Linked DNA regions of Mus musculus: regions 1, 2, 3, 4, 6 and 7 are each linked to region 5. Evidence: chromatin contacts called from public promoter capture Hi-C and targeted proximity ligation data. All regions are on one chromosome and are shown on one strand. The core of a region is the stretch at or near the end of the contact, and the rest is flanking DNA. Distances in the headings are between cores, read along the strand shown. Region 1 has its middle 32 kb from the start of Gm29998. Region 2 has its middle 21 kb from the start of Mir3970. Region 3 has its middle 83 kb from the start of Mir3970. Region 4 has its middle 76 kb from the start of Gm29998. Region 5 holds the start of Minpp1 (multiple inositol polyphosphate histidine phosphatase 1). Region 6 has its middle 110 kb from the start of Mir3970. Region 7 overlaps Gm29863 (a long non-coding RNA gene).

Evidence for each region. Promoter capture Hi-C pulls out the DNA fragments that hold promoters and counts their contacts.
Region 1: a targeted proximity ligation map of the SCID.adh cell line shows a contact between it and region 5, with 10 read pairs. A contact is called at or near these places in 13 of 39 promoter capture datasets (the 3T3-L1 cell line, the C10 cell line, the HPC-7 cell line and 8 more), 8 of 484 Hi-C or Micro-C datasets (CD4 T cells, DN3 thymocytes, cerebellar granule neurons and 5 more), 10 of 130 datasets of targeted methods (the 230-238 cell line, the SCID.adh cell line, astrocytes and 5 more) and 1 of 9 other capture datasets (liver).
Region 2: a targeted proximity ligation map of the SCID.adh cell line shows a contact between it and region 5, with 8 read pairs. A contact is called at or near these places in 3 of 39 promoter capture datasets (liver, neutrophils and stem cell-derived epiblast-like cells) and 3 of 130 datasets of targeted methods (the SCID.adh cell line, bone marrow-derived macrophages and embryonic stem cells).
Region 3: a contact with region 5 is called in a promoter capture Hi-C map of hippocampal neurons, with 3 times the contacts expected there. A contact is called at or near these places in 18 of 39 promoter capture datasets (the 3T3-L1 cell line, the C10 cell line, the HPC-7 cell line and 12 more), 5 of 484 Hi-C or Micro-C datasets (cerebellar granule neurons, double positive thymocytes, olfactory sensory neurons and 2 more), 14 of 130 datasets of targeted methods (the 230-238 cell line, the NIH/3T3 cell line, the SCID.adh cell line and 10 more) and 1 of 9 other capture datasets (adipose tissue).
Region 4: a contact with region 5 is called in a targeted proximity ligation map of the SCID.adh cell line, with 11 read pairs. A contact is called at or near these places in 7 of 39 promoter capture datasets (the 3T3-L1 cell line, cranial neural crest, embryonic stem cells and 3 more) and 3 of 130 datasets of targeted methods (the SCID.adh cell line, embryonic stem cells and large pre-B cells).
Region 6: a contact with region 5 is called in a promoter capture Hi-C map of stem cell-derived epiblast-like cells, with 4 times the contacts expected there. A contact is called at or near these places in 14 of 39 promoter capture datasets (the 3T3-L1 cell line, 3T3-L1-derived adipocytes, the HPC-7 cell line and 10 more), 10 of 130 datasets of targeted methods (the 230-238 cell line, the NIH/3T3 cell line, the SCID.adh cell line and 5 more) and 2 of 9 other capture datasets (embryonic stem cells and liver).
Region 7: a targeted proximity ligation map of the SCID.adh cell line shows a contact between it and region 5, with 19 read pairs. A contact is called at or near these places in 5 of 39 promoter capture datasets (the C10 cell line, HPC-7-derived erythroid cells, liver and 2 more) and 2 of 130 datasets of targeted methods (the SCID.adh cell line and memory CD8 T cells).

What each region holds. Positions count from the first base shown.
Region 1 is chr19:33,357,884-33,361,329 of GRCm38.p6, forward strand. It overlaps the pseudogene Rnls. Among named protein-coding and RNA genes, the nearest start is that of Gm29998, 32 kb to the right of the region's middle.
Region 2 is chr19:33,177,097-33,180,073 of GRCm38.p6, forward strand. It overlaps the pseudogene Rnls. Among named protein-coding and RNA genes, the nearest start is that of Mir3970, 21 kb to the left of the region's middle.
Region 3 is chr19:33,238,632-33,242,068 of GRCm38.p6, forward strand. It overlaps the pseudogene Rnls. Among named protein-coding and RNA genes, the nearest start is that of Mir3970, 83 kb to the left of the region's middle.
Region 4 is chr19:33,314,333-33,317,368 of GRCm38.p6, forward strand. It overlaps the pseudogene Rnls. Among named protein-coding and RNA genes, the nearest start is that of Gm29998, 76 kb to the right of the region's middle.
Region 5 is chr19:32,484,185-32,487,654 of GRCm38.p6, forward strand. It overlaps Minpp1 (multiple inositol polyphosphate histidine phosphatase 1), which reads left to right and starts at 1,585. Exons shown (of 5, transcript NM_010799.2): 1 at 1,585-2,375. The coding sequence starts at 1,757.
Region 6 is chr19:33,263,164-33,266,365 of GRCm38.p6, forward strand. It overlaps the pseudogene Rnls. Among named protein-coding and RNA genes, the nearest start is that of Mir3970, 110 kb to the left of the region's middle.
Region 7 is chr19:33,100,224-33,103,281 of GRCm38.p6, forward strand. Gm29863 (a long non-coding RNA gene) reads left to right here. Exons shown (of 5, transcript XR_386659.2): 4 at 510-646; 5 at 1,529-1,938. Among named protein-coding and RNA genes, the nearest start is that of Gm29863, 16 kb to the left of the region's middle.

The sequences.
Region 1 (3,446 bases), core at 303-2,802, 870 kb after region 5:
AATGTAATTTTAATGTAGTTGCAATAATAGAAAGCTGTTTGCTCTGCCTTGGCTACTAAGACACAGACAGTGATTTTTTTCTTGTTGTTTGTTTGTGTTTTTATCTTTAAAACATTTTAAATTAAAAGAGAATTATATTTTCCTCCTTCTATTTCCTCCCATCTGCTCCTATCAGGTACTCTCCCTACAAACACTCCTGTGTTTCCATCTACTCTCAAATTGAGAGCATCTTTTTCATTGATTATTATTATTATTATATACATACATACATACATATGTATGTATATGTATATGTGCACAAATATATAAATACAGTCTAGTAAATCTTTTTTTGTTATTTGTATGTATATGATTTCAGAGCTGACCATTTATCTAAAGGTAGTTTCCCAACTCCAAGTTAGTATGTCTACTTGTATTGGCATTGCCACATTCTAAATCTTATACTGCTGAGCACAAATAAGTGTGGCTACTATCTATCATCAAAGAAGCTTCTCTTTAAAGCAAGCAAATAGATCAAGCACAGAAAACCACAAGTAAACACACTGTCAAGACCAGCAGACCCTGGAAATCCTAGCCTCAGTGGCTACATCTATATCATAGTTCCTAGATCTATGGCTCAGGGAGCATTATAGAAGAAGGGGTGGAAAGAGTGTAAGAGCCAGGATACCAGGAAGTCTCACATGAAACAGTCTCACCTATAAACGGCTACATAAATAACATCTTATACTTTCCTGTTATATATTTTACAATTTAGATGAATAAATGGGATAGCTGGCAATTGAATTCATAATAAAAATGTATTAATTTTATAGTTATTTCTTGTTACAGAAAGTAGACAGAAGAAAAACAAGTTTAAATGGATGTTTCAGGGACAGCAACCTAAAGATTTTTAAATTTATATTATTATATATTTCTCCTCTTTTTACAATCTTTTATGTTGTATTCAAAATTAGGCCTATATTCTAGGCAGTAAAGATCTAAACTAACATTTAAATAAGGTAAGTGGACAGTTCACTAAATTATGCTGCAAGCACCAAAGTGAAGGATAAAGTTCTATCCTTTTTCCTCACTATGAATAGACAATGTTTTCTAGCTTTCCTTTGCAAACAATGGATCTGCCACTGCAAACAACAGCACAGAGGCCCTGCTGATAATGATAAGAGTAAAAAAAAAAAAACAACCCAAATTACTGGCTTCAGGTAGGAAATGAGAAATTGTAGTCTAATTTATGGCTCGTAAAATTCTATGATGTCAGTGATAAACTAGGAATTACACAAGTGAGAAATGTTGAAAATCTTCATTATGTCATGTTATTATAGAATATGTTAAATAAAATTTCTTGCTAATATGTGTAAGAAAACCCAATAATATCACTTTAAACTTTAAAGGCTTCAAATACTGATTTAATTGACTTCTTACCAATAAACCAAAACAATGGTTAGATTAGAGAGAGAACCATGCAAAAACACCACCACCAACAGCAACAATAACAACAACAACCAAAAGATGTCTGACAGGCCTGCAGTGGACTTGGTTCATGCCTCGTATCTGTGGCTGTTACTGTTGCAATGAAACGTTAAGAAGAAGCAAGCAGTGCTCTTTTCATCTGACTCTTCTGAAGCAGTGATTCTAGAGCAGATAACAAGCCCTGAAACGATGCTTAGGGAGCTCAATCCTACGTCCATCCTTCCTCTTTCCTATTTACTTTTAAAGTATCCCCCCATTTCATACTGCTTTGTGATAAAGTATCCCCCCATTTCATACTGATTTGTGATAATGCTAATCCAATCTCTAACCTGGAGTTCAGGGTGAGAGTAGAATTGTGATTCCTCTGCCTGTTTGGAAATGTGAACATTGGAGTTGGTATGCTGCCATGAATGCTTCCATTAATACAATTGCTTATTAAAATATTCTGCATTAGTAAGGTTGTATAGCACCTAACACATAGGCTCTTGGAACATGCTAAGTGAAAGTACAGGTAAGACAGATTTCATCTTGGTTAAGTACAGGCATTTATAAAATATCTGAAGTTTGAAACTTCAAAGTAATATTGGTTCCTCAATTATTGATAAGACACATATAAATATTCTTTAGGTCATAACAACTTTTTTCCATAGTCCAGGAAGAGAACTATCTCATTAAATATTTTCTATAAGTTCCTCACAATTTGCCAATGACTTGTTCAAAACTTTCTTTAGAATGAAGTAGGCTATCATTTTTTGGATAAACAAAACTATAATAAAATTAACTAGAAGAGAGAGATAATAATAGAGAAGGACAGAAGGAGAGATTGATTTTTATCATAAAGAATACCTACGTAGCGAACTAAGAACAGGTTATGATGCTTATATTATTTCATAATCACACAAGAATGAGCTAGTTTTATTAAATATATCATTCACAAATATATAGGTAACAGTAAATGAACTCAGAAGGTTGATTTTATATATTTCTTCATATATATACACACATGCATATATATGTGTAATAAGTAATTACATTATTATTGTTACATATATTACATACAGTATAATAATATATAATAATTAAAGAAAAAGAGGCCATGAATTTGAAAGGCAGTAGGAGAGCCATGTGAGGTGTTGGAGGAAAGAGATAGAAAAAATTTATTCCAATGGAATGAACCGCTATATTAGTTTTATATTACTGCTTTAACAAATTACCACAACCATTGAACCTACAAAAACACAACGTTATTACCTTAAAGTTCTGCAATTCAGAAGTCTGAAGTAGGTCTTTTAAGATCCAAATCACAGTTTTGTAGAGCTGTGCTTTTCTGATGCGCTTTGGAGGAACCTAGATCTCACTTTATCTAGCTTCCCAAGGATGCCTTCATTGCTGGCTGGCAACCCCTTTGTGTTTCCAGCACTGTGCAAACCCCCTTTTGCTCCTTCTGTGAAATGTGCTCCTGTCATCATGCTTCCCTCTTGGAGTTTTACTCTTTTCCTTCTCTTTCCCTTCATGTAAGATTACATTTCATCCAAAGAGTAATATTTCCATCTCAAAATCATTAACAATTATGTCTGTAAAGTCTTGCTTGCCATATAACATAATACATTCAAGTTCCTAGAATTAACCTGTTGACATCTTTGAGGAGTGATTATTCTGACTGGCACACTGGACATCAAGATAAAGAAAATGAAAACTGTCTATAATTTCTATACACAGTTGCTACCACAATTCTACAATAACTGCAAAACTATGGTTTACTTTATTCTTACATGTATGTATGTATTTATTTACTTATATATTTATTTGGTAGGAGAAGAATATAAATGGTGATGAAGAATGGGATAGACTGAGAGGCTTGGCTGGAGCCTTACCGATACAGATGTGGATGCTTGAGGCCAACCATCAGACTGAGCACGGGGACTCCAATGGAGAAGTTAGGGAAAGGACTGAAGGAGCAAAAGGGGGTTTGCAACCTC
Region 2 (2,977 bases), core at 390-2,889, 690 kb after region 5:
AACCAAGAGGCACACGGTGGTAATTTTTCCTCTCTCCAATTGAGTGGAACTGTCAATTATCTTCTTCCTCTTGCCGGAAGGGCTTTTCTTAACAATGTGGCTCTCTTCTACTCAGCCCAGGGACCCAGCCTCAACTCTGACAGAGAGGAAGCCAATCATATCTGTAGACTCCATGTCTGCTCTGCTTCCTCCTTGATGAGGGTATGACAGAGGAAGAGGGAGAAGAGTAGGGCAGGAACAGAGACCCCTGAAGGCTGACACAGGCTCCCGAGCCTCCCTTCTCTCCTTCCTCACTTTTCTAGCAGGCCAAATGTGGATATAGCATTCTGTCTTAGCACCCCATATCTTGGCAACATGCTGGTGTTCTGTGCCTGTTGGTCCAAAATCAGGAACAGAGGGAACAATTTCAGAGTTTATTTGCTTTAGAAAGTATCAACCAAATACTAAAATTTGGCTTGCTCTCTGCCAATCACATCCCAGACAAGTTCAGTGTGTCCAACTCTGTCTCCTGCAGGGATTTCTATGGCAAGTATTTCTATCAATCCGACATAGGCTTATGGTTTGAACAGAAGTGCAAAGTTCAGGGAATAAGTGCTTCTCCCAAGGACTAGGTGTAGAGAAAAGATGGCTTTAAAGGTTTCCCATTTACTTATTTCATGTTCTTGCACTATCGTTGGGAGAAAATATTGATTTTTTTTCCTTCCGTGTTGCTTTTCTGGAGGTAGAATCTATCCACATTAATTGATAACAGTACCCAGTTTAAATGTCCAGTGTAAACAGTAAGAGAGTGGAACAGAGAGCTTCATCTGGGAGACAAACAACTTCTAAAGAAGTACTAGGAGAAAGGTAAGAGCCCAGAAAAGATTCTTAAGAATGAATAAATGAATAGGGAAATTGTGTTCTTCCTGGCAGGCAATCAGACATGAAGATTACCCGACAAATCCTTACCTCTCGTTTAAAGATAAAATGCCTATCAGAAAAGGGGAAATGATAAGGCTTGAAATGGCAGTCTTAAATTACAGGAAATATAGATGAAGTTCACTGTCATTTTCCTCCCCTCACTGCAGAGGACTGTATCTAACATTTATTAGGAAACTATGCCACACCATCTAAGGTTTGCAGAAAATCCTGGACTATAACTTTCTATCTTAAGAAATAGTATATGTTTCATTTAGTATGGACACCTTGGGTCCTTCCTTCCACTACGCAGAGCTGAGGGACATTAGCTGAAATGGCATCAGAAATACTGTCTCCTTGCTCACTGGCTGAATGACTCTCACATGACCATGGTGCTTCCTTTTTCCCCAAATAGGTATTCAAAATGATGTACTAATGTTTACTAGAGAAAACACTAGCAAAATTGTTTAGGTTGGCATGCGTTTCAAATGCCATTTTTAAGCAAAATCAAAAAGTCTCTAGTATGCCACAGGGCTTGGCTGCTCAGGGAGGCAGGATTCAGGAAGTTGACCACGATTACCCCATGCTGTTGTTGGGCGGGTTTCAGGCTGTAGGGAAGCCCTGGGACACTGCTCTGGGAGTGGGAAAGCGCTGGAGCTGGTTTTGGGGATCCCCAGGCCTGTGACCAGGCTGGTCAGTCTGGTTCTTAGGCTCTCGGACACCCAGGCGCCACTGGGAGCTGTGAAAGAGCTGAGAATCAGAGTGGGGGGCCTCAGGCTGGATCTAGCCTGGTGCCCGGTGGAAAAAGGGGCGAGATCCTTGGCTTGACTGCAGTGGCAAGTTTGAGCTTGGTGGCACCCGAGGCTGGGAGCACAGAGAGATTAGGCAGTAGCTCTATAGGCAAAGGACTTCTCCATGGCTCCCCACTGCGAATTCCAATGAAAAGAGGCTTTTTAAGGCATCAATTGCCATGGTGGAAAGTGGATGAGTAAACCATACTCCACTTCTCAGGGAGGGTCTGAGGTTAAAGCCTTTTCCAGGGAGGAATGTCTGGGAAAGGAAAGCTTATTGGCTAAGCCCTCCAGGCCTTTAGGTAGCTCATTGAAATGGAGATCTGTCTTGAGCTTGGCCGCTCTTCAGGACCTCTACTTGTGGAGGGGATTGGGGCGTTGTCCTTAGATGATTGATGGCCATAAATCTATAGGGTGTCTGGTTCTCCAGGAACAGGCAAAACACCTACCATCCCTTCAAGGTCTCTGGGGTTTTAAGCCTTAGCTCAACCCGGGAGCAAGATGCCTTTCACGGTCCCACATTGTGAGGAAGGGAAGGTAGGATTGGGTCATCTTTGTTTTTAAACTGCCTTTGTCTAAGTGGTAACACTATAAACACAGTCAAAGGAAGAAAGAGTAACTTTCTGTCTCCAGACCCAGCACCTCCATTATCCAATGATAGCTGCATTCAAAGGTTCCTCAGGTCACTTTCAGAAATATCTTATATATGAGCCTAAATACTTATTCATAATATTAAAGTGGAAATGTAAGCCAATTATAGCCAGTGGTTTTTTTTTTGGACTGGATTTGTATATTTAAAAAATATCCAGAGCGCTCTATCAGCTCATTGGCATCTATCATGTTTAATAATATTGGGGATTTGCCAGAGTTAATTATTTAATCTTTTACAGCTGGACATATTTTTCACAGCTTGCCACTGTTACAAACAATTTTGCAACGTACATGTTTATTCTTCCAGAGACTGAATGTCTGTCTTTAAATTCATGGGTGGAAATCTAGTTGCCACGGTGACAGTGCTGAGGGGTGTGACTTTTCGGGAGGTGATGAGGCCACAGAGCAGAGCCTGGGAGTCCTTGCCACAAATACAAGTGTCTTGTGTCTGGATCTCGTACTTCTCAGCCTCCAGAACTGGAGGGAATTTATTAACAATAAGTTATATGCAAGTCTAAGACTGTTTGTCACAGGAGCCCACACAGTTTAAATCTTATCTCTTTGTCACACTTTTGTTTATCTCCCTGTAGGGCAGATTTCCTAGAAGTAGAATTTCTAAATCAAAGAGTAAGCACATT
Region 3 (3,437 bases), core at 715-3,214, 750 kb after region 5:
ATCATCTCAGGAGAAACCTGGTTCTGCCTCTCTCAGTGGCCATCAACTGACTCTTTCTCTTTATTTGGGGTTGGGGCTCTGTGAAATTTCCTCCATTCACATTGGTATATCAGATTATGTCGTCATTATGCCATTATGCAGGCCTTATCAATTTAAGCCTTTGAAAAAAGTCATAAACCTTTTTAATTTATTTGTTTATTTTTTATTTTTGAGATTAAAATATAATGACACAATTTTTCTCCACTCCAAAATTTTCCACATAAACCCCCTTGTTCTCTTTCAGATTTATGGCCTGTATTTCATTAATCGCTGTTAATACATATATTCATACATAATACATACATACATACATACATACATACATGCATACATACAGTGTGTGTTCCTAAACGTTGTCAATTTATCTTACAGTATGGCTGCTTTGTACTCATAGCTATTCTCCAAGATGCTAGCAAATGTTCTCTGTTTTAATTTTTAGTTTGTCCTAAAACATTAAAAGCTCTTTCTTTGTCTATAATTCCTAAGATGAACTATGTTTCAGAAAAGTTATCTGAGCCACGCTCTCCTCCATTCCTCTTATAGAGACTGTGATGAGGCTTCTTTTTGTCTGTACCTTCTGCCCATCCTTTCAGCTTATTAGGCACGCCCCTCAGAACCATGGCTTTAATTTGATTATCCAATCTTATATTTCATGTGAAAACAAAAGTCTTCACTGGAATGTTAATATTGAAATAGAATAAATGGAAACCATTTCTGAAATCATTAGCAGAACTACCATGAGTCATCTTACTTAGGCTGGCTCTATGGAAACACATCTCCCACTTTAAAGGAACTATAAGAAGTTCATTATTCATTTATTTTTGATGCCTCAATTTATTCACAGAAATATGTAGAAGGTTTATAGCTTGGTCTTTTTTCACTGAAGCTTGTCCCCCAAGAGAAGTATTGTTAGCACAGTGGTAAGCCTTCCATGTGTATTAGATAAAGGTGGTCAATAATGCCCAATCTGAAATGAGAGCAGATAAGGACGTTCACATGGCTTAATTTTAGAGATGAGGAAATTTATTGATGTCAGAGGGAAGGGTCTGTTGTTTACACTGTTTTAGGGCCCAGTTTCTGTTTCTTTTCTTTGTTATTTGATGGCTCACATTATGATCTCATATTATCAATATGTGTGCTTGTACAAATCTCTTTTCAAAGTCTTCATGTATGAGAATTCTGGGTTTTAGATTATTTATAGTCATGGCTTTACAGCCTCATCTCTGACTATAATTCCTTCTCATATGAAATCTCAAAATATATGTATAGATTTTTCGCATGGGAAAATAACAAATGCAGAAAGATTCTTTTGAAATTTATAGGTAATTTTTTCACTAGCTGCCTGTTGGTCATAACTCTTCCTTCAAAAAGTACTATAAATATTTCCATAACTCTTTTGTAAATGAATGACCCTTGCCATCAAGGGATCCAGTCAGTTAACCAATCTTGGCTTTTAAATTGATTTTAACGACTTTACCAGATTGCCTCTGTGGTCTCACATCTACTGCAGTGAAAGAGTAGAAACCTGATTATGAGCACAGAGGAATAGGTTTTGAGAGAGATAGGGAGAAAGTCAGGGTGTGGATATCTAGAACACTGGAAGAGATGAGTAGAGGGAAGGCTAAAATCCACCCCCATCTTCTAGGTTTAAATGTTTTCTCCAACCAATGTACCATTCGGCTCAGATGGGAAGCAAACAGATGCTAGATCGAATGTGTGAGCTTGTAGGCAGACCATCATTCTTCAGGTTCAATTTTTTTTCTTTTTGACATTGTCTCATTCTGTAGCCTTGGGACCCATGGCTATCCTCCTGTCTCAGCATGAAAAGCTCTGGAATTATACATTTGAGCCACTATATCTGTTTGAACAGAGACACTCTGGCAGGGTAGAAGGGTGATTTCACCGAGAGGGATGAAATTCTTTAGGCATATGGGCAAAGGAGCCTAAAAATAGTTGAAACAGCTTACACCTCTCCCCATATAAACCATCCATGCTGCAGTTGGAGCTCGTGATGAACTCAGAAGCCATATGGCTCTGAAAAGAACTAAAATTCCAAAGCACATGGAGGTTGTAGTTTTAGCCAAAGATAGATTACTAATTTTGACTCCATTGATTAAACTGAAATTTCATATCTCAAACTTCAAATACATAATTTATTAGAGTGTGTTGATTGGTACTTGGTCAATTGTTTTCTCAGTGGATCTATATGGTGACCACAGTGACTCTGGCTGTGTGTCTGTAGAGTAAACAGTTGACTTCACATGCATTTATTTGTTGTGTAATTAAGCAAGTTACTTGAGGCTGGAAACGTGAAGAGCACTGGATACTCTCAGAGGACCAGGTTTTGATTCCCAGCACCCACATGGAGGCTTTCAATCATTAACTCAAGTTCCAAGGGATCTGATGCCCTCTTCTGGCCTCTATGGACATTGCATACACATGTTGCACAGACATACATGTAGGCAAAACAACATCACACATGAAATAAAAATAAATAAGCCAAAGGGGGCAAGTTACTTGTTTTACCATCGCTATTGTTCTACCTGCTAATTGCTCACAACAGTAAGATGTGATTGGGTTTATGTTAAGGTGAGATATATCGTCCATAGTATAGTATGTAAGGATAGCAGGAATAGTCCTAGATAAGAAGCTTGGCACACAGCGACTCCTTAGGGATAACCATCACACTCTGTAAAGGAGTCTGTTATAGCTCCTAGACTAGAGGTGTTTATACATTTCTTGACAAAAAGTCAGGAAGCAGAGGAGACAACACATTTGGAAGGTTTCCAGGTGCCCTGCTCCTTGTGTCTGATCCATACTCCTGTGGGAGTGACTTCTTGTATGCTTTCTTGCCCTTTTGGTTTTCTGACAGAAGTTAACATGACCGGACTTGCTTTTGAGTTTCTAGGATCCCTCTTTTCATTTTCATCCCAGGAAATCTGCCTTAGTAGTCAAGGCACATTAAAAACGTTCCCTCTCCTTTGCTTAGAGAAATGATTTCAGTGAATCATACGTTCAGGTTTTGAAATTACTCAACCACAACCTGATAACCTGACCTAATAATTTTCTCTCTTTTTCTTACAAAGGGAAATGTATGAATTGTGTTTATCAGAAAAGCTTACTAGCTATTTTTATGGACACTCATTTTGTATTTTTCAAATGTTTTACAACAAGCATATGCAATTTTTGTACTTAAAATTCTCACTTGCATACATGATATTGGGCTTTTGCTTAAAATTCTGCCTATGAGTCCTAGCTCTGAACATATTGAAAACTGGATAAAAATGATTTTGTAATTTTACAAATATAGTTACACCCCTTGAAGACATTGCAGTCAGTTGCTGAGAGACCTACTAAGTTCTTGGGAACCCAGGAAACAAGGTTATTAGAGCCCCAAG
Region 4 (3,036 bases), core at 94-2,593, 830 kb after region 5:
GGGCTGAGCATTCCATAGTTTCTGATGTATTGCATTTTCAGCTGTGGTTCTCTATGTTAATTGCCATCCACTACAAACAGGATCTTCTCTGAGGAGGACTGGAAAGTGTAATGATCTATGGGAATAGTGATGAGTCATTAAGAGTTGGTTTAACATTATGTTAAAATTTAAGAAACACACACACACACACACACACACACACACACACACACACACACACCTACCTCTACCTCCAGGGACACACTTTCTTCCATAAGGCCACACAGACTCCAACAATGCCATGCCTCCTAATCTATCTATCTATCTATCTATCTTTCTTTCTTTCTTTCTTTCTTTCTTTCTTTCTTTCTTTCTTTCTTTCTTTCTTTCTCTCTCTCTCTCTCTCTCTCTCCCTCCCTCCCTCCCTCCCTCCCTCCCTCCCTCCCCCTCCCTCCCTCCCTCCCTCCCTCCCTCCCTCCCTCTCTCCCTTCCTCCCTCCCTCTCTCCCTTCCTTTCTTTCTTTCTTTCTTTCTTTCTTTCTTTCTTTCTTTCTTTCTTTCTTTCTTTCTTTCTTTCTTTCTTTCTTTCTTTCTTTTTTTTTCAAGAGAGGGTTTCTCTATATAGCCCTGGCTGTCCTGGAACTCAATTTGTAGACCAGGCTGGCCTCGAACCCAGAAATCTGCCTGCCTTTGCCTCCCGAGTGCTGGGATCGAAGGCATGAGCCATCATGCCCGGCCCTCCTAATCTTTCTAATCTGTCTCAAATAGTGCCACTGCCTGGTGATTAAGCATATAAATATATGATGCTTTGGGGGTCATTATTATTCAGACTACCACATATACCTGAAGATTGAAAAGTAACATCAGCAAATAACATAGATAAAACTTATGATCTGTCTTTCTAGGTCTGGGTTACCTTACTCAGGATGACTGTTTCCAGTTCTATACATTTATTTATGAACTTTATAATTCTATTTTCTTAGTAGCTCTTTAATATTCCATATACCTCATTTTCATTACCCACTCCACAGTTTATGAACATCCAGGCTGTTTCCATTGTCTAACTACTATGAACAGAACAGACTGGGGAGCAGAGGAAGTCATAAGTATATTAAGTCCTGAATGAAAGTATGTTGCAGACATGAGTTGACCATGTCAAGGACCAAAGCCTTAGATTCATGGGAAATAGGCAAAGCTCTTCCTCCTTTAATGTTCAGAAGGATGAGAAAGCCTTCCGCTGGTCCAAGTGCAATGTTGATAGCGTGTGCAGAAAATTGTCCATCATAGCTTTCTATCTCTCGGTATTTATGGCCAAGACTGCTTACTTACAGAGAGTATTCCTAACTGTCTTTTGGCTAAACCTGTCATCTTAGCTGAGCTGTGTACAGTAAACTCTTCCTCCTTGTTCAGTTATAGGCAATGACCCAGACTCCCTGTTCGCTGCATATAATAAAAACTCTGAGCCTCTGTGGTTTTGAGGCTTCTCTAGTTCACATGACCCCAAACTTTCTGTATATGCCCATGTTTATCTTTTCATCATTTTCTAACTGTAACAGTCACATCAATGTCTGGAACCATAAAGGGTACAGCAGAGCAGCAATGAACATGGATGAGCACATGTCTCTATAGTAGGATATATAGTCCTTGGGTATATGTCCAGGAGAGGTATATCTGGGTCATGTGGTATATTTATTCTATCTTTTAAAGGGATTTCTAGGGTGGGTGCATTAGTTGGCACTTCTTCTAGCACTGACTATCTTTTCCTTAGATACACACCAGTCATTTGACTATCATTTATTTTTGGATATTAGCTATTCTAAAAGGGGCAACATAAAATCTCAAAGTAGTTTTGATTTGAATTATCTTGATATTGAGGGATGTTGAACACTTTTAAAAATGTTTCTCAGCCATTTGAATTTTGAAAACTCTCTGTTTAGTTCCATGACCCATGTATTTTAAGTGGGTTGTTCTAGGAACTTTCATTGGCTTGGGCATAGTTGATTAAGCCAGGCTGGGTGGCTAGAGAATGCCAGAAAACCCTCCCTTCTTTATCCCTTTAACCCCCACACCTACCATGAGTGAATATTATATGCTTAGTTCATCATGCCTGTCTTTCCATGTTGATTGTGGGGATCAGACTAAGGTCCTCATGCTCACATAGCAAACACTTCACCAACTGAGCAATTTCCATAACTCTAACCCTGGTGTGTTTTAATGAAGCAGTGTTATATAATAAACTGGTACCAGCTTTTGGACAAAGATTTTATACAACAACTTCAAGAACTACATGTTTTACTGGTAGAAAAAAGGTAAAATGTATCTTTCTGAGAAAGATGAACACAGATGTTGGATTGACTTAAGAAAAACAATCCAATGGAATCACTTTTAAAAATCTCTATCTTTAATTCAAAGGTGAAAGGGGAATCACTAGATAAACAGCACGGCAAGGCAGCTCCATGGCTTGAATGGCAAATGACTGTTAGACTTGAAGTTAAACTTTGCATATTTATTCATTATCTTTGTAAGATAATGTATATATCTGATCTTACAACACTATAGAGGGTTATCAAAAGAAATAGTCCTCCTTTAAGTGAATGAAACATACTGAACAACAAAACAGAGAAAATCAATGGGGCTATTCATGTGGAGAATGAGAGAAGAGGAAGATTTTAGGAGCAAAAAGACAATGTAGAGATGAAAGGAGAAGTGGGAGTACTGTGATGTACGGAGTGGTGGTGGAATGAGAGAAATGAGAAATGAGAGTGGCTGAGATTTGGCTAGGTCCATATCTAACTAGCTGACATTGCAAGCTTAAGGTCTACAGGAGCAGAGTGAGACCTTAGATATGAACATCTCAGAAGTTTTCTCTTGGCTCAAGAGTTTGATGAGTGTCAAGTGTCAGCTTCAAGTGAGAACTCTGAAAGAAACGACAGAGCACATTTGTAAAACTGGGGCAGGATAGAGGACGCTGGCTTTAAAAAAAAGTTGTGGTGGGGCATGCCAAAGACAGAAAGGGAAGGAGGCAAACATTTTTAACTCATGTGCTTGCCTTCCATAT
Region 5 (3,470 bases), core at 335-2,834:
CTTTGTAAGGGTGAGGAGTGGGCATGGTTCTAGAACACATTTGATAAGGAATGAGGGACACTGGGAAAGGGCTTAAGTAGGGGATCCAAGCTGGGCCATGGAGGAGAGGTCAGGGCTGGAGGAGGTTCAGCAAAAACTAAGCATGTATGAAAAGGGCACAAGGAAACCTACTGCTTTGTAAACTATCAAAGTACAATTGAAAAAAATGTCTTATACTGAAAACAAATAACAACGCAAGCACCTTAGTCTATAAGGTGTAAGGCTTAAAATTCAATGAATACTAATTTAAGTAACCTCCTGTGAAAAGTAAGACTGGTCACGAATTTTTAGTCATTTAAACACTACAAAATGACATATCAAAAAAAAAAAAAAAAGCACAGTTCTGTTAGAATTCCCCCACTCCTGAGCCTTAAAATTTCAGCATTCAAGTTGGAATTTACTCTGGATTTTTATAACATTTTCTTCTTGGTCAGTGCTTAACAGTACAATTTTCTGTACCATTAAGTACAGATGGTAACTGTCCTTATGAGAAAGATCCAATGTGGCCAATGTGGTTAAAATCTCCTTGGGTTTGGATCATTTTATCATTTAATAATCTTCCTTAATTGTCATACATACTGAGGTTTGGGTAGGAAAAAAACAAACAAACAAGGTATTTAGATTCAAGATTTTTGAGTCCAAGATTCGGAGCTATGTGGCCTGACAGACACTCAACTGTTGGGGTTGACTCAGTGACTGAGTGCTTAATGGTTTTGAAAAAGACCCCAGTTTAGTTTACAGTACACATGACAGCTCACAACAGCCTGAAACTCCCGTTCTAGGGACTCCAACGCTTTATTCTAGCCTTCGTGGGCTCACAAATGTTGTACATATAGTCATGCTAGTTCACACATGCACATTTTAAAATCTCAACTGATTTGCATATCTAACTACATGGGAGAATATGGGTGTTTCCTCCATACAGTGATGAGGTCATATTTAATAATGGAGTGCATCTGTGAGGCCATGATTCAGTGTGCTCAAATTATAAGGACGGCTGTTTCTATTCTCTCAATGGCCTTTGGCATAAACAAGCTTACAATCTTGAGGTGGTGTGTCAGCTCTAGCCTACATTAAAATCATACTTAAATTGAAGCCCAGGGCTTAAATTTCTGAAGGAATAAGCCCCTTTCTAAATTCATGGCTCTGAGGTGTCCTGCTTATTTTCAAACTCTTAACAAGAGGGTCGGGGGAGGGCGTGTGCTTCAGGAGGTATCTTGTAAGCAAAGGCCACAGACGTTCTTTCTCGAGGGATCTTGAGACTGATCGTTCAGGGGCCACATGTTGAAAACACACCGTAAGGGACAAAAGCCATCTCCTATAGCTTCTCTTTTGGTAGAAGCCGGGCTACCTACTAGAAAAAGGAAAGGATTCATGTGTGCTCTTTTACCACACCGAAAAACCTAAACAGCTCAGGAATCTTTGAATCGGTTCCTGAGGCGCCAAGCTGCCGGACAGTCGCCCACGCTCCGGGTCAACTGACGCCGGCTCCACCTGCGCCCGGTGTCACACGCTCGTCGGAGGTTTCCGCCTCTCCACTTGTCCACACCGAAGCTCCGAGACGATCGGCCACACTCGCTCGGTGACAGCACCGGAGACCACGCTTGCCTTCTGAGGTTCCCGGGCCGGAAGTGCGCTCTGCTCCCGCCCCCGCCGGCGGATCCGGAAGTGGGGGTCGGCAAGCGGCGCGCCGCCCTCCGCGGGGCCCCCGGGCACGATGCTTCGCGGCGCGCGCAGCCACCTCCCGGCCTCGGTAGCGCCCGCCGCGGTCCTGGCTGCGGCGCTGCTCTCGTCGTTCGCGCGCTGCTCTCTCCCGGGGCGCGGCGACCCGGTGGCTTCGGTGCTCAGCCCCTACTTCGGCACGAAGACACGCTACGAAGATGCCAACCCCTGGCTGCTGGTCGATCCGGTGGCGCCGCGGCGGGACCCGGAGCTGCTGGCGGGGACCTGCACCCCGGTGCAGCTGGTCGCCCTCATCCGTCACGGCACCCGCTACCCTACGACCAAGCAGATCCGCAAGCTGAAGCAGCTGCAGGGGCTGCTGCAGACCCGCGAGTCCCGGGATGGCGGGAGCCAAGTGGCCGCCGCGCTGGCCGAGTGGCCGCTGTGGTACGGTGACTGGATGGACGGGCAGCTGGTGGAGAAGGGGCGGCAGGACATGCGACAGCTGGCCCTGCGTCTGGCTGCCCTCTTCCCAGACCTCTTCAGCCGGGAGAACTACGACCGCCTGCGGCTGATCACCAGCTCCAAGCACCGCTGTGTGGACAGCAGCGCCGCCTTCCTCCAGGGGTTGTGGCAGCATTACCACCCAGGACTGCCACCTCCCGACGTCTCAGGTGACAGCGCGCTCCGCCTTCCCTAGACTGCGGACTCCCTCATCCAGCCTCCCCTCGTGTCCCTTTTTGTCACCTCCCTTTCCCGCTTGCGTTCTCGGGACCCAGGATGTGGACTTGGTTGTCTCTGTTGTTTTAGTAATACGCTTGTCCATTCACTCATCAGGTGTGAATTCCTAGCATTTTCTGCGCAAGAGTGCAGTAGGGGACGCTGGAGACCCAGCTAGAAGGAGGGGAAAGAAAGTATCGCTTCTCGTTTTACATTCCACATTCCCAAATCGCGTTATCCCCCCGAGTGCCAACCTAGCTTCTTTTCCCTTCCTGGCAAGTAGTTTAACACCTGGGCGCACTTAATAATATAGAACTTTCTTCCTCCCAAACTGCTTGTGAGAATTGGGAGTTTTGTTGTTTTGTTTTTTTGACACAGGGTTTCTCAGCCCTGGTTGTCCTGGACTCGCTTTGTAGGCTATGCTGGCTTCACAGAGATCCACCTGCCTCTGCCTCCTGAGGGCTGGGATCACAGGACTTTTGGCTTTTTTGTTGTTGTTGTTGTTAACAACATCTTTTCCTGTGTTTCGACATTTACAAGGATTTTTTAGGAAGCTGCTCCTCAAAGCCTCTTTAAGCCTTACTTAGGGTTAGGGTACCCTGTTTCGTTCTTGTGTTTGCTGTAGTTTCCCTTGTTGTAGCTGTGGTCCGTAGTCACATGTATATTACCTCACCTACTTATTCCATTATTATACGGCTTCGGGATTTCGGGGCACAAGTAGTGGAATCCTCATTTCACAGGTGAAGAAGCCAAGAGTGTGTCCCCTTCATCACCCTTATATAGTGGTGAACTAGTCAGGCCCAGTATCCAGATTTGTGGCTTTTCTAGAGTGGTGAGTTTTCCTTCGGAAAATGTTTTAGCTGTTGCGGCAAACGGTAACGCTTTCTGTGTGCCGAGCATCCTGTACACTGGGCACTTAACACTGCTTTATGAAGTTGCTAAGTGTGTCCCCTGCCAATCTCACGCACAAGAAATGAAGCAAAAGGTACCAAATAATTTGCAGATTTTCATACAGTTAGACAAGGACCTAGGGAATCTTATATAGAGCT
Region 6 (3,202 bases), core at 373-2,872, 780 kb after region 5:
AAAGTCAGTTTGCAGACACTATCTACATTTCCATATATTACTTATATGAGGTTGAGATTTATAGTTTCAAGACCAAAATGCTGATGAAGATGTGCATATCATAGGAAAGACATGATTTATGATGGAGTACACAAATAGCAGAGGAGGTGCTCACAGCAGTTTTGAGGCTAATGTATAATTTAAAACTCTAAACAACTTCACAAACAAGAGTAAGAATTGCATATTAGGTCCTGTCTGAGAAAACACTTGCTTTCAGTAAGATATTTAAGTGTTCTCCTTTATAACAAGGATCTGGGTGAGACTACTGTTAGCTGTCCTTCTGTGACCAGCATGACAAAGCATCGATCTGCATGAGGGAGGTTGTAATGTCTTGCCTGTCTCTCCAAATTTTCATTAACATTTTGATGTAGAAAAAAGCAATAAGAGATTGATTTTAAAGCTCAAAACAGAAAGGCATCAAGCTAAGCTAAATTTATAGCTGAAAATAATTTATTTAAACCTAGACATTTATTTTATAATAAGAATGACTATGGTTATTGTTACTAATATTTGCATTTTATATGGAAACACAACTCAGACACCCAGTGGAGAAGTTTTCTGTGAAGGATTACCAGATCTAGACTGTCATGGAGACCATTAAAAGGCATTCCACTTATTCCCACACCCTACTTTCTAATAAAACTTATATCTACTACAGCATCCCATTAACGTCGATATGAGGTTATAAAAGGTAAACTTGCTTGTGGCTTTCAGAGATTGAGAAAAGATATAATTAAGTCCAATTCAATCATGAAAATATCATTCCTGGTGGTTACAGATTCTCCTGAGGTCCAGTCTCAGCAACAAGATGTGTGAGAAAGCCTTCTGAAATGTTTATGTGCATATATGTTCACGCCTGTGGATATGGAGGCCAGAAGAGGGCATTAGGTTGCCTGGAGGTACAGATAGTGGTGAGCCACCTTATGTGGGTGATGAGAAGTGAATTTGGTCTCCTTTGTGGTTGTAGCAAAGGGTCTTAATTGTTGAGCCATCTCTCCAGCTCCTTATTTAAATAATTTTAAATAGAAATGTGTGCTACTAATTAATGATGACCTCATAGCTTATTTATGGGTCATTTGTCAATATTCTGGAGCCTAACATCTGTTCTGTCATTCAAATACCCCCTAGGAGGATTTGTTTATTACTGATAGCAGAAGATAAATTGTGGTGAACATATAGACTCATGACATGACCGCTCCTTGGTATGGTTAGGTGGAAGGTTTTTAATGTAGATAAGGGAGAGATAACAGCTAGAGGCAGCTGGGAGAGTTCAGAGAAGAGGCAAAAAGAAGTAGACTGAGCATGGTCAGCAGACTAGACATGGCCAGGGCTGCCTGTGAGAGAGGGAAGAAGAGCAAGCTATAGAGAACAGAGAATCCATAGTGAGAAAAGCAAGAGCAGAGCATAGACAGATCATAGTGAAAATAGCAGCTTATAAGGATAAAGTGTAGCTGTGGGGAGGGAACCCGGTAAGCTGGAGGGAGGTAGAGTGGGGAGAATGTGAGTAAGCTAGGATGCTAACACAGACTTTGAAAGGTGTAATTTGTGATCCTGCTGGAGCCTGGAGGCCCACATGAGCTTTGATATGCTAATAGACACCATAGGTAGCCACACTCCCTTTTGCTAGAGGTAAGAGGTGACTCCTTTTGGTAGAGGGTGAACAACTTCAGAGGTTCCTGAGGAATGTTGGCCTTTATCTATCAGAATTCCTCCTATAGTTTTGATTGAGCTCATTTCTGGATATTTGGACTGCCTTTGGGGGCTTGGGAGATTCACGATTCCTTTGGATCTGACAGTTAAGACTGTATGTTTTGTAGCTCAGAAGTAGAAATGGACAGATCCCATCTTTGTCTCCTCCCTAGAACACTGTGGGGTTGGCAGGTAATCATAGGTCCCTCAGTTTCTACCCATTCTGAAATCCATCCTTGAGTCTCCTTTTGTGCACTCCTGGGAGCAGTGATACACATAGTCATATTCTCATAATAAATTCTTTCTTTTTTTGTAAGTTATAACAATTTTTTGTCCGATCACTGGGAGACTCTATTCTCATTAGTGAGCTAATATTGATAAAGATAGATCAATCCAACATATACTCTGTCAACACGGTAGTTTTTCTCCTTGCTGTGGTTTATTTTATTTTCACTTTCTTGCATATCAAAGCCATTTTAACATGAAAGAAACAACGCCCAACTTCAAAGTCTTTCAAACATAAAACAAATAGGTAGTTACTGTTGCCATGGTTCCTGTCAATGAATCTCACAGCCTGATTGCCTGTAGAGCCAGGAGCAAAGTGGAGCTAAAGGCTCTCTGGGTGTCACTGCTGCCACTTAACTTAAGCTCCTAGTTACTGCTGTAATTATAGGCTCCACAGTTGCAGGTGATTACCAAGCAGTACAAAGCCTATTTATGTATTTAGGTTTTTCTCAGAGCAGTTTTTGATTCTGAAACTAATAAAAAAGATTATCTGTCCTCATGATTTATAGATGGCAAAAATATTTTTGTGAGTTCAGATGGTTTCTAGACCCATTTAAACAACAAAGACTTTAAGAAAGGTGTGTGCACAGTTAGGGTCAACTTCTGGCTGAACAAAGGTTGATGGCACATGCCTTTAGTCCAGCCCTCAGTGGATCTCTGTGAGTTCCATGTCAGCCTGGCCTATCTGGTGAGCTCCATGCTAGCCAGGGCTACACAGTGAGACCTTGTCTCAAAATAAAACACTAACCAAGCAAATACAAAATAAAAATAAAAATGCAAGGAGATTTATATACATAGTACTGATATTTCTTGAAGCATGTATGAAATCAGGACATGTCAGAGTTGGAAATTCTCTTACAGTGGACTCATTCAAATTCTAAATTTACTACATGGAAAGAAAGATCTAGAGCTATATGGGAAATTATAATGGCAGAGTTGATTCAAACCTCCAGTCCTGAGCCTAATAGAGCACAATACAGTGTAGGAGAACAGTCCTCCTTCACCGTTTCTTTCATGGAAATATCTCAAATGTCTAGACTTCCTCAAATACTATTTACCTAGACAAATGTCAGTTGATGTATTTTTTTTTTTAAATCACTGTGACCAACACCTGACAAACAACAATCTAGGAACTATTTTTGGCTCATTGACTGAAAAGATACAGTCATCATGGTGGGTAAGATCTGTC
Region 7 (3,058 bases), core at 53-2,552, 620 kb after region 5:
GATAAAGCCTTAGCTTAGCTCTAGATTTCTACAGAATTAGTGTGCAGAATGTAAAGACATGAAGACCAGCTCCATCTGCTGTGCATGTCTCTTGAGGCCATTGGGGGCTTAACTTGCTTTGGGGGAGAAGACAGTAGAGTGGAGTGGGGTGAACCCGGGGGTATCTTTGCCTCTGGCCTGTTTCAACCTATCCATCAAAATGCTGACCTATATTCCAGTGACACATATTAGATCCAAGCAGGACAAACTACCCAGGGTGTCCTCCCCCCTCCCACTTAGGCAAGGGGGCAGCCACATCTGTTCTTTCTCCTCAGGCTCCAGATGTGAGCTGTGAGGGGCAGAAGGAAGGTTGTTAAGAGGCAAGTCCGGTGCAGCAGGAACAGCACTGCATTCTCAGGAAAGCAGCAGTAAGCAGTGGGGTGAAAGAAAGAAAGATAGGTTTTCGGATCCCCAGATCTCCCCCCCCCCCCAAGCCATTGTTTTTAAAATGCTTTCCTGTATTTCTGTAGAGTGGGCAGATGGCAAGATCCTGGAAGTGTAAAACAGCTACAAGAAACAAGATGATTCAGACAGAAGGAGTATGAATAAATCCTGGCTGGTCATCTCATTATTAATCAAGATACCACCACCCACCCTCTACCGCCTTGTAAGTGTGTGCGGGTACAAACACACACACACACACACACACACACACACACACTCACTTGCTTGCATCTGTGCATACATGCATCTCCCTCTATTGCTGACTGCCTTATACCCCTGAAGTAGACTCTCTCACTGAACCAGTGCCGATTTTGTTTTTTGCCTAGGCCGTGGGCTAAAAAGCCACTGTAATTCTCTCTCTTGTCTCTGTCTTCCCTGCCTCAGTGCTGGAATTACAGGCCCACTTGGGTACATTCAGTTTTTTATGTGTGTGCTGGAGATCTGAACTCAGATCCTCACATTCAGGAAATAAGTGTTCCTACCCACCAAGCCTTCTCCTGAGCCTATCTTTAAGTTTTCATGCCTTGTTTCATTTTTAGAAGGGTGCAGTGTACAGTCAGAGCTCTGTTTGAGGCTTTGGATAGGAAAAAAAAAGGCACCATTTTTACATTTTACTTATTTTGTGAATTGGCTCATTTGGAAGATGTGGGGATGAGACCACTCATTGTCAGTAGAGGAAGAAAGAGAAAATGGAACTCCTATGGAGGACGCCAGAGCCGAGAGTCAGGGCCACAACCAAAAGCCAGGGATGGTGCCCTCTAAAGCACAGGAACTGTGCCTAAGAGAGATATTTTCAAGTGGGCCTGTGGTTTACCACAGTGTCCTCGTGATCAGTATAGTGGTCAGATGTCAGGCGTAACTGAAAGTAAGTTCGTTTTCCCACAGTGGGGAGAGAGAGAGGGAGAGAGAGAGGGAGAGAGAGAGGGAGGGAGAGAGGAAGGGAGAGAGAGAGAGAGAGAGAGAGAGAGAGAGAGAGAGAGAGAGAGAGAGAAGCAAAAAAGAAGAAAACATTTGCTCATATGAAACGAATACTTTTCCATTTTAGAGCTGGGCTGGCGCAGGCTTGAAAAAAACGTACCATCACCCGTGTGATGTTTCTGAAGAAAGCCGGAGAAGCAGCAACAGTTGGTGCCTTTGATTAGCAGAACATTTCAATCCCCACCCCATCTTTTCTCCAAATAGTCGTTCACAATGCGAGTGCTCAGCCCCACTGTTTGCTCGGTTCAATAGATCTGGGGGCAAGGGTTATGCCTTCCTGTTACCATGGGGCTGGCAGAGAGAACTGGAGGCCAGTGATCTTAGTCTGAGCTTCAGGATCATGGCTAGCTCCCTACAACTGTCCCCAGATGTTCCCAATTCAACCTGCAGTGCAGATTACGTAATCATCTCTTCACGACGCATGAGCATAGGGGGAACTCTGGGCTCCAAAGAGTTAAATTGTCATCTGCAATGGAATAAATGGTTTAACCACAAATTCATCCTGTGCTCGCCTACTTATGTGTTACCCTGGGTGCATGCATTTCCCCCTTTCAGATATTATTATCTTTTATGATATCATATCTTAAAATGGCTCCTCTGTCATTTAGGAGCAAGGTCTCCTAGGTTCACCACCAGAAATGGAGCTGAGTGCTTTCTGTATTCACATATGTCACATAAGCCCTGGGAATACAGGGTGACAGTGTACCACTCACTGCCTGGAAGACAGGAAGCTGCATATTCTAGGCAGCCCTGCATCCCACCTTGGATGCCTTTTCTTTCTGTCCTGATCCTTAGCAAAACCAAGCATCCGAACCTGATCTTTCCATCTCCCTGAGCTGGGACTACCTTGAGCATCCAGTGTGAAATTTCCTGCTGACATTGTTTTGGCTGGATTGCTAGCTACATGTGGGAGAATTTAGCTCAAACAGCACAAAGCTAATAGCATGCCTCTGTGCAGTCAAAGGGAGATCAGTAGAAAAAAGGTGACGTCATGGATATTTCAGGGACTTCAGGTCTGCTGTGCAAAGCGGCTTCTTCACTACACATAAGTCAGAACCTGGAATTGAGACAAAAAACAACTCTCCCTTCTCATAAATAGCTGCTCCGGGACTCAAAAATATTCTAAATGCAATGGTTCAGATATGGTCCCTTTTCCTTGGAGATCCATCTGATTTCCCAAGTCCAATCACAAACTTCTTAATAGCATGTCATGAACCTCTCAGCTCATTATTTTTCTTCAAAGCTCTCCAGCTCGCCAGTGTGCAGCCTGTGAAGTGTCACCCAGTGAAGTGCTGCACCATAAATAAGCATGCGCAAGACATGCTAAAATCCACCCTTCACCGCTCCTGGCTTTTCCTCCAGGAGTGCTACCACTCCGACAGCGGTGTGGGATTTGTTGCATTACCTCTGAATCTAGTTTCTGTTCTTTGAACTTCGAATGTGTCCAGTGTGTAATATGGAGAGTGTAATGGATTTGTCTTGTTTATACAAATCACATTTTTGTCTTCATGCTCCTTCGCCTTTCTTCCCACTGTCTCTCCCTCCGAGAGAGCGTTGTGGAGATAAAGAGGATAGGTATATAGAAGTAGCAAGCACA